Linked DNA regions of Zea mays: region 2 is linked to region 1. The links are chromatin contacts, called in public Hi-C maps. All regions are on one chromosome and are shown on one strand. The core of a region is the stretch at or near the end of the contact, and the rest is flanking DNA. Distances in the headings are between cores, read along the strand shown.

Region 1 (5,416 bases), core at 1,513-4,012:
TCTTTTTCTCTCTTCTCTCTGTTCTCTCACATCTCACACATTGTCGCACAAAAGCTCGCCGCATCGTCGCACTCGACGCTCCCGAACGCTCGCCGCACCGCCGCGCCCCGGCACAGCCGCCGAGCACCACGCGCCCCAAGCCTCGCCACCCCCCGGCCAAGTCCCACGCCTCCTGCTCCGTCATGACGCACCGCCCTCGTCCGGCTCCATCCCGCTGCTGAGCCCTCCTCCCGCCACCACTCTGTCGTCGCCGTCGAGCTCATCAAAAGGTTTTTTTCGTTTTCTATTCCATATTTTCGGCGGCCGTTATTTAATTGCCGCCGAAATTAGTATATATTTGTAATTGTGTTTATTTGATTAGTGTGTGATTAGTATTATTCTTTAGTCTGATTTTATAAATGTATTAGTGGTATATGTAGTTCAGTAATTAGGGGCATATTGTATTTTTGGCATTAATTTCATATTAATATGTGGTACTATTATATTATTAGTTTTATAAGTACATTATATTGGTATGTCGTATAGTTGCCATATTAGTGGTATGTGGTACTTAGTCTGATTTGATTAATAGTATATCATTCTTTGTATTATATATAAGTAATATACTGTTTAGCGACAGCGAGGTTATGCTGTCGAAATTTTCTGTGTATTATAATCTTTAATAAATCCACCAAACAAATTGCACTCATACTTAACACAACATAAAAATCAACGGTTTAGATCGTTGAATATTATTTGGATTATCCTTCATGCCTCCCCTCCTCGCAACCCCTCCCCTCCTGCCACCACCGTCGTCATCCACCCCTCTGCTCCCCTTCCCAGGAACATAGCGTTAGCATGGGCTATATCCAAGTGGTAAAATAGTATAGATAGCTAACAGGCCGGTAGGGCTGGGCACACGGACGTCCGACGCACACGAACCACGCGGTACGCGTTGCCCATTGCCCAGTCGTCACGCTCACATTGTCGCGCGTCTGTGCGACCACACCCTCCACGCGATCGTCATTTGTCATTTCACTGATCCAACCCTCCAGGATTCCAGGGCACTGGGCGCTAGCCTCTAGGCACGCACGCTCGCGCAATAAGGATTCAGGTTATCCTGTGACCATCGTTCTTATTTCTTAACCTGCAAAGAGCTAATATGCACCAATGTATATTATCTAGCGTCTTAGATATTTTAAAAACTAATTTCAATGCACATCATCATTTACCTATGAAATGCTAACCTGTTCCGCCGCATATGATAGAATTTTTTTATATAGTCTAGAGGCCCTAGTTCACCTGGGGTCCTCAAAATCATAGGACCGGGGGCTGCTGATACCATTGCGGTTGCGCTGGCTTGTAGGGTCAACCGGTGAAATGATAGATATGCTTGGGTCGATTCATTTCGGTTAGCTAGGGCACGCCCAAAACATGACCGCAGAGGATTAGCTCCATTCAATCGATAAGCATGTACATTCACGTATACCACACCTGGCCCTTGATGAGATGGGATGGCAGTATGGCACACGCCGTACCCATGCATGGACAAGCCCACGTCGCCGCCACTTTTCTACGGAAAGCGCCAGCACACATGCCACGCCATTTCACCAAGCCTGGACGGCACACATAGGCATGGACTCTAGCCATGCACTCCATGCACGCGCAGAATGTGTGATGGATCGGTACGCTGGATCAGAACGCGCGCGTAGGTTTCCTGACTTAATTCCTTTGAAAGCAAGGAACTGAAAAGGAAAATACCCCCTTCATTCCATGCATGCATAAATCAAGCGGTCGTCGTCGCCGCCTGTCCTGTCCCTTGGTTTGGGTGGCACAGTAACACGCGAACTGACCATGGTTTCCAGGGCTGGCTAGGCGCGCTTGGACCGACGCACACTTGTCACTTGCATTGGTCACCATGTAATCTGTGTTATCTATGCACGGTTTGTGTGTGTGTGTGTGACAACAGGCACAAACAGGCTATATATCGTCCAGCAGATAGATGATAGATACATCGGGTGTCTACATGCATACGCAGCCAGGGACAGCCGGACAGCACACCGCATCGGCACAACGGCCCGCGCGCATGCACGCACGCGTTTCTCCCATGCACCTAAAACTGACCGAGAGTAGTGAAGAACACGACGCTCCGGCGCCGCAATAATGATCAGCAACCAGATCACGACGACCCACATCTATCACTGGACTGCTTGTCCCAGATGGATGCCTACATCTACAGCAGCTTTCTATCGCGAAGGCGGCCCCTTGTAGCTAGCGGCCGGCCGTCAGCCGCGCGCGCATGCGCATGTCGACGTGGGCGGCCACCAGCCGCGCAGCCCTCTTGTTCATGCAGCCGGCGATCGACGGCCTGAGCAGACATGAGCGGCGCGCGGGCGGACTCACGCATACGTCCACAGGAATCGCATGCCAGGGCTGGCCGGGCAGAGGCAAACCGGAGGTAGAGACATTCCAGAACCCGGCCTCCATTCGGCACCTGTCGCCAGCACCAGCCGAGGCCCCGGCGCGAAAGTGAGCCCGGCCTGCGCGACGACAAGCGTGGCACAGTTGGAAAGAACAAGCGTCCAATGGCCAGTAGAAACAGACAGCACCGAAAAAGAGGGCCGCCGGGTATAGAGGCAGGAGCAGGAGGCTTCAGCGGAAAGCGCCTTGCGCGAGCACGCTTCCTGCCTATTTAACGCGCGCGCTGCAGCGTGCCTGTGGCTCACTGCACTACCAGAACACAACTCGCTAGCTCTGCATCATCCGTCGTTCTGGTGAGCGAGCGAGCGAGTGAGAGACCTAGCTAGACTGACCGGCGGCCGCCGGCAGGCCGAGAACGAAGCGTTTGTGCATGTATGAAAGTTTCGATTTTTATACTGTCGTCTACGAATTGTTCCTTGATATAAATGGTTGTTGTTAGTGCTTCATCGATCTGATCTCAGTGAAGGAGCAGGAGCCATGGCGGACCAGCAGCAGCCACAGCAGCAGCCGCAGGAGATGGACGTTGACCGTACCGGTGGCCTCGAACTGCCTCCAGGGTTCCGCTTCCACCCGAGCGACTTTGAGATTATCAACGACTACCTCACGAAGAAGGTGCACGACAGGGACTACAGCTGCATCGCCATCGCGGACGCCGACCTAAACAAGACCGAGCCATGGGACCTCCCGAGTATGTAACTAACGAGCGACCTCGATCGATCGATCTATCTGTGCATGCAGCTAGCGGATGCTGCTGCTAGTGCTAGACTAGACATGCTAGTCATCGAGCTATGTGTGGACTGACTGATACACGGTGCTTGTTTCGATCGCATGCATGCCGCAGAAGTTGCAAAGATGGGCGAGAAGGAGTGGTACTTCTTCTACCAGAAGGACCGCAAGTACCCGACGGGGCTGAGGGCGAACCGGGCCACTGAGGCGGGTTATTGGAAGGCGACCGGCAAGGACAAGGAGGTCTACAACCCCTTTGCAGCGGAAGGGCTGCTGCTGGTCGGCATGAAGAAGACGCTCGTGTTCTACAAAGGCAGGGCTCCCAGGGGTGACAAAACCAACTGGGTGATGCACGAGTACAGGCTCGAAGGCAGCGGTAGGCTCCCTGCTAGTCCTGCATCCGCATCCGGCTCAGCCACCAACATCGCTGCGGCCATGATGAAAGCTTCAGCTTCGGCTTGCAAGGTGCGTGGTACCAGTAAGTAATATATATCATCATCAGCAAGCAACCATGATGCATGCATCCACATACTACTTTCTTTGTTTGCTTGCCCGCCCACGGTCACGGCTTACAAATGAAATCCGCGCAGGATGAGTGGGTGGTCTGTCGTGTGTTCAACAAGACCACCGGGATCAAGAAGACGGCTGCGCCGGCATACCAGGTGGCCATGGCCGGTCCTGAGATGGATCAGAATCAGAACAACATTCCGGCCATCCCCATCCCCATGCCGCTGCAGCTGCCACTGCCCGTGCCCATGCAGATGCAATTTCCCATCCTGCCAGATTTTGCCATGGACCCGGTGGCCCCCTACTACCCCAACCCGAATGCCGGCGCGGGGATGATGCCGCCTATGGCATTGGCAGGTATGGGTGGCGCCGGCGGGCTCCAGATCAACGGCGCTCTGTTCGGCAATCCGGTGCCCGCGCCGCTGCCGATGAACTTCTACCACCACCAGATGGGCATGGGGGCAGCAGCTGGCCAGGTGGACATGGGGGCAGCGGCTGGCCAGATGGACATGGGAGCAGCTGGCGCTGGCGCTGGCGGCTTCGACGTTGCAGCGCCGGAGAGTAGGCCGTCCTCGATGGTGTCACAGAAGGACGAACAGGCTAATGCCGCCGAGATCTCGTCGATGATGTCTGTGACCGGCCCAGGGTCCGCGACCACCACCATAGAGATGGATGGCATATGGAAGTACAAGTACTGAAAAAGTGGATATGGAGTTTGGAGACAAATGCATGAATATGCATGTTATATCTACTATATCTGCATTGCATTTTGTGAAAATTTGCATGGTTCCTATATTTCTGCAATAACTAGTCGGTAAGATATGTGTGCATGCATGTGCTAGTATATACATGCATTGTATCATTGCATGTGTGGTATATGTGTGTGTCGTTTGGTCTTAGTAATCCGGGGCATGATGGTACCCATACCTGGATTTACATCTGCTTGGTCGTGCTGATGTTGTGTTGTAATTTGTAAAAAGCAGATTGAAGTTCGGTACAGTATATTATCGTGAACCTATATATATTATACTTGTGTGAATGATAGTATGTTGTTAAATTTTATGAACTTGATTGCGAAATTAAACTTTAAATTGTATGTATTTAAATTGTAATCTTTTTTGTTAAGGCTACTTACCAAATATGTATGTGATAGTTGTCATCACGCCTGCATACTTTTGCGGCGCCGGATAGGAACAAAACAAATCCTACGGCGCGGGCTCAACCTTATATTCGCTTTCTATCAATAACAGCTTGTAACACGTTTTCCTAACCCACTCCACCCCCAATAACCCCCACGTTCGATCCGTGCACTCCATATCTAAACCATCAACCTTAAGCGTGTCGGGGCTACGATTCTCATGGTTACGACCCACACATATATAGAGTGGTTTTAAGGGAGGCTGGTTCCCGATAGTTGAAGAAGTGTGAGGGTGTGAGATTTGAAGTAGTTTGTATTGATGTCAAAAAAAGAGGCTAGCGACGGTTTGCCACTAGAGTTATGCAAGATCTACAGGTGTGGTGGATACTAGCGAGCGTATGACCTCCTTTATTAGTGGATTGGAGAGCGTTGTGAAGGATCATGCATACGGTGGGCGGTATGGTAGAGGTTGCCGGTAACACAGATTGCCAACAATAGTTATAATATTATTTATATCCTAATCATTTATTTTTTGTCTACAAGATATATGGTTGTGCATTATAGGTACATCCTTCTAGAAAAGTT
Region 2 (5,416 bases), core at 1,154-3,653, 220 kb before region 1:
CTGTTTAGCACAAATATATCTGAATTTCATGAAAAGCAAACTACCATTTCTAGCGAAACGGGTAAGCCTTGATAAATTACAGACTCACCGTGGTTCATCCTGCAGATCAGACCATGGGACTCACTGCACCTTTTTTCAGTAATAGTTGAAGGCTGACCATTGGTGACCAAAGTACAGAAATCGTTGCTGGTGGCTACTTTACATGCAGGATCACTGCAGTTGGCAGGCAATGGCTCACCAAGGAAGACAGTTTCATTCCAAACAGAGGAATCATCAGACCATTTCCAACCGTTACCGGTACTAGTGCTGTAGTGATGCCCTCCAACCCAGCATCCTGTGGATGATGATCCACAGAGAGACTTCACGAAGTTTAGCTCCTGGACTGATGATACTGCAGCAAGATGCCCGCTGTAGTTATGGCAGACAGCCTCGGATCTATCCCAAGAAAGGGAGGCTGATATGTACATGAAGCATCTGTTCTGAACAGGGCCGCCTTGCCAACCATCAGGGCAAGATGCTGCACAAAGTCGAAGTTGTTGATGTCAAAGCTAAAAAAAATTACTGATAGGGGCCATATGATGATGCACACAGGCCGCATAACGAATTGGGAAGCCGAAAGTTGTGTTTCAACAACCAACATAAACAATATATTAGGTGTGGACGGAAAATCGCAGAGTCATGGCCAGATCAAAGTGTAAAGAAGAGCTAAAGAGGAAAGTGAAGTAACAAATGGTCGTTGTCTACATTTCCTCGTGTCTCTTTGTGGTGAAGGCAAAATCCCCATCCAAAACTAGAAGACAGTTTGCACCTCCATATTGTTCGAGAATCAGCAGGCATGCAGCACAAGAGGTTAGAACAAGGAGTCATATCAATTTGGTAATTCGTCTCTTGGGTGGCTTAGGGACAGCGTGGCACATACATGACGCCATGGCGGCAAACAAAATAATACGTTCGCGGCTCGTTTTAGAATTGGTGGCTAAAATAAGAAGCGGTGGATCTAGTTGCCTTCCAAGGAGGAGGGAGAAGGGAGAAAGGAGGGGGCGGAGCGACAGGGAGAGAGGGTGACTCACGGCTTCGAGCCAGCGCAGGAGCGGCGACGGAGAGCAGTGAGGCAGCCAGCAACATGGGGAAGGCGAGCGCGGGGGCCGCCATGGCCCTCCCACGCCGTTGCCGTCGCAGCGGAGGCCGCTCGCTAACCCCGTTCCCTCCACTGGAAAGGGTCGAAAGCTGTGGTCAGTCGCCGCAGCCTCGGCCGACGCAGGGAGAAGTTGGGGAAGGAAAAAAAAAAGAAGGAAATTCTGACGATGACTGAAGACAGTGAAGATTGCGCGCGTCATAAATGAGGGCGCACCAAACCAAAGGCAGAAGCGCTCCCACTCCCGCCTTGACTACCGGGCAGCGCATTCAAGCCTGCTGTCCCCGCTGTCTGCCGCTGGGCCCAGAGAGCAGCAGGAAACCGGAGGAGCCCACACCCGCCAAGCGGGCTGGGTCGACCTTTGTTCTCTGGCAGACCCAGCCCAGCCCATGTTCCTCTCTTTCTTTTTTCGTGCGAGAGAAAAACAGAGTACACGTTAACGGTGGTCGTAGCGTGGTCGCCGGATCATCCACGTGGCACACATCTAACCGTTCGAGCCTCGATGCCATCTTACCAGGCCTTCCCCCCACGACTCGTGGTGCTGGAGCTCGTCGCCGCCGCCTTTGCCCGAAAATAGCAACCTTCAACCTAGTGCTGGGAATCTGGGCCGGGCTTTTCGGGCCAGCACGAGCACGACCCGAAAATAAGAGCCCAAAGCACGGCCCGACACGAAATAATATGGACCGGGCTAGTACGGCCCGAAGGCGGGCCTGGGCCGGGCCTCAAATTCTGACCCGTCGGGCCCCCAGCACGGCACGCATAGATGGGCCGGGCTTGGGCCAGCACGGCCCAATTAAGCCCAATCTGTTTAATCTCTTTAATTTAGTAAGATATTGACTTTATATTGTTGTTATATTTAGAGTTTATGTGGTTAAATGATGCTATAATTGTTTAATATCTTTAATTTAGTAAGATATGAACTTTATATGGTTATAATATTTTGATTTTATGTGGTCAAATATACGGGCCGGGCTTGGGCCGGCACGGCCCAACGAAGGCACGGCGTGGTTTAGGGCCGGGCTGGGCCACTGTTTTTACACTTCGGGCTGGCACGGCACGGCCCAAAAATTGTTTGGGCTTTCTTGGCCCGAACCCGTTTGGCACTAAGCACGATGGGCTTGGGCCGGGCCGGCCCGGCACGGCCCAATTCCCAGCACTACTTCAACCTTGTCCACCTCAAAAAATAAAAAAAAGAAAAAAAAGAAAAAAAGAGAGAGGAAAAGGGGACAAACCACCAACAACAACCAGAATATCGCATCGCCGTCGCGTCGTCGTCGATCTCCCCGCCCCGCCCGCGCCGCGGAATCTGACACATCTCTCTAATCTCTCCTAGGACCGGGTGCCCTTACATCCACCCGCAACGCAAATCGCCGTCCGAGCCATCGCGGTGTCTCGTCTCCCCGTGCGAGAGGACGCCGGCAGCAGCGGCGTGCCAGTGCGGTGGCTTGGTGGGGGAAGACCGGAGGCGTCGGCAGAGCTCGCGTCCAGAGGTGCACGGCAGGCCTGTTCTCGGCGTCGGCTGGGGGAAGGCGAGTAGCCGCGGTGGGTGATTCTCGCCCTCTCCCACCTGGTTTGGAATCGAATTGAAGTTAGTTTGTCCGAAACTTGGTCCATACGACTCAAATTTTGAAAACTTACCTTAGAAAAACTTGCGTTCCAATGCTCAAACTCCTCTCTATTGCACTGAACTTTGCCCCTCTCACATCACTTTTGTGCCGCTAACCAACCCAATTGCAACCGAACGCCTCAATGCTTGCTCGCCTCGTATTCCTCAATTCCATCGAATTGAATTGCTCATGCTATCATTTGGATCTCTGAGACTTCGCTTGCCCAACAACATTTTTTTTGTAGTTTGCTCTTCCTGGCCGACTAGATCGATAATCTCACTCTCACTATGTGGTGATGTGGTTAATTCGAGATCCAACCCTAGGGATTTGATTCCCACAATCCGCTTCTGCACCAATACCTGGACTCTACTTATGCACACATACATATAGGATTTCTGTTGCGCTATCATATGATAAATTTGGTCTGCAACTTCATGTCTCTTATCTCATTTTGTGCAGGGAAGGACGAGTGAATAATCATGAGCTCGATCTGCCCTTTCGCGGGAGCCACCACTGGTGGTGGTGTATGCCCTGTGAAATCTGATAAGAGCAACACTGGGGTGTGCCCTGCAAAATCTGACAAGAGCATCAGTGGTGTATGCCCTGTCACTGGCAAGGATCATGGTAGCAAGCTCAAGGAAAGTGGTGATCATGGTGAAGAAAAGGGCACCGATCCTCGTGTCGTACCAGCAAAATGCCCATTCGGCTATGACTCCAACACTTTCAAGCTGGGTCCGCTTAGCTGCATTGTCTGCCAGGCACTACTCCATGAAAGTAGCAAATGCAAGCCGTGTGCCCATAAATTTTGCAAGTGTGTTTCGTGCCTCACATCCAGCTCAATTGCATTTTGTGTTTCATTCGTTGCTTCAATAGGTTCTTACTGGATTTCCTTGGCAGGGCATGTATATCACGCTTTAAAGACTGCCCACTATGTGGTGCTGATATAGAGGGTATTGAGCCTGATGCGGAACTTCAAGCTCTTGTTGACCGCTTCATTGATGGTCATGCCAGAATCAAGCGATCACATGCTGCAGGGGATGTGGAAGCAGCAGATGGCAAGAACAAAGTCATATATGAGGATGTTTCCATGGAGAGAGGGGCTTTTCTGGTGCAGCAAGCTATGAGGGTCAGTAATTAAGTTAACTGCTTTAGCCTCTTATGTTGAAATAGATTCTTGAACCTGATAAATTTTAATAACTAATCATTGTCTATTATTCATGGATTTATTTACAATATTGGTGTTACAACTTACAACAAGGCCTTAACTGTTTGGCTCTAGGCTTTTCGTGCCCGAAACATTGAAAGTGCAAAGTCAAGGCTCACTATGTGTGCAGACGACATCAGGGAGGAGTTAAAATCTTCAGAAGATAACTTAGACCTATGTTCACAGCTTGGAGCTGTGTTAGGAATGCTTGGGGACTGCTGGTATGTCTGTTGGCTCTTAACTATTTCCCTCAAATGTTTTTATTCACTTCATCAGCAAACTAAGAAAATACTATGATTACTAGGGTGCAAATGGTTGGATACCTACGGATATGAACATGGATAGCTATATTGTTTCTTGGATTAGAATATGGATATGATTTCAGTATTCGGATGCGGATACGGTTTTGGATATAGTTTATCCGACTCAGATACGGATGGATTTTTAACTCTAAACGAATTCGAGCTTGGATATGGCCAGAAAACATCCGTACCATTTGCACCCCCTAATGATGAGTCATACCAGGATTAGAAAAACAAAAGATATGTGCTGTTGATTTAACACACAAAGATATTTCTACCACATATGTTTCTTTTGCTACCCCCTCTGTATATAGGAGTGTGTTAGTCTGGACGCCAAAAGTGTGCATTATGGTCTAAGGGAGCAAATAAAATGAATTCTGCAGATGTTACATTGATATTTTAACTGTATATTGAGCTAGCTTCCTGCATAGCTGTGCTCTTTCAAAGTGCAAATTTTGTTCATGTTGTGTATCTGAACATTCTTAGTTTTTAACTACCTGAAATCTTTTCCAAATTTGCTGCCTACTTTTAAACGACTTGACATGTATGAGCCAATGTTTTTGTCTAGACTGTGGACTGGCTAATGCAGCTAGGAACTTTTAGTAGGGTTCTAGCCTGATAATTATGCCAGTCTTCAGCTGCTTGCAACTTGTTTGGATGGTATTTCGCCAAATGGAAAAAACTCTGTGGCCTGTGCCAAGCATCATCTTAATTACGGATTCGTGCCTCATGCATTAAGCTAATTGCAAGTTAACACGATCTGGATTGGGATATCTAGCCACCTTGTATTCGACAAGCATAGGATCTGTGATGTCTCTGAATCTGTGGTGACTTCATTTTTCTACTTATCATCAGTGAATCTTCACTCCTGTCACACTTATAATACCATGCGTCACTTTTCATATAATTGTCTTGGTCTTCCGGCCTGTTTGCGATTCATTTGGTATTGATCGACACAATTTTGCTCATTTTATTGATCATTTAATCATGGAACTCATTCCACACTGCATCCTTTTCATTGTATTGTGTTTTCAGTCGGACCTTGGGAGATGTTCCTGCAGCAATCACCTACTATGAAGAAAGTGCTGAGTTCCTCTCAAAGCCCCCTGCAAAAGATCTTGAGGTTCTATTCAATTTTAGTGTAACTGTAATAACATTGAAATTTCAC

What was found. Hi-C and Micro-C count contacts between places; a contact is called where the count stands out from the background.
Region 2: a contact with region 1 is called in a Hi-C map of endosperm, with 4 times the contacts expected there. The contact joins the promoter of LOC100272990 here to the promoter of LOC542131 in region 1. A contact is called at or near these places in 2 of 25 Hi-C or Micro-C datasets (ear and endosperm).

Annotation. Positions count from the first base shown.
Region 1 is chr3:31,902,592-31,908,007 of Zm-B73-REFERENCE-NAM-5.0, reverse strand. It overlaps LOC542131 (NAM-related protein 1), which reads left to right and starts at 2,762. Exons shown (of 4, transcript NM_001111762.1): 1 at 2,762-2,832; 2 at 2,922-3,148; 3 at 3,302-3,651; 4 at 3,777-4,713. The coding sequence starts at 2,938. The coding sequence ends at 4,391.
Region 2 is chr3:32,125,450-32,130,865 of Zm-B73-REFERENCE-NAM-5.0, reverse strand. LOC100272990 reads left to right here and starts at 2,403. Exons shown (of 8, transcript NM_001147441.1): 1 at 2,403-2,677; 2 at 3,202-3,553; 3 at 3,640-3,868; 4 at 4,022-4,167; 5 at 5,284-5,371. The coding sequence starts at 3,222. It overlaps LOC100384527 (C-type lectin receptor-like tyrosine-protein kinase), which reads right to left and starts at 1,278. Exons shown (of 4, transcript NM_001322116.1): 1 at 1,071-1,278; 2 at 89-517. The coding sequence starts at 1,152.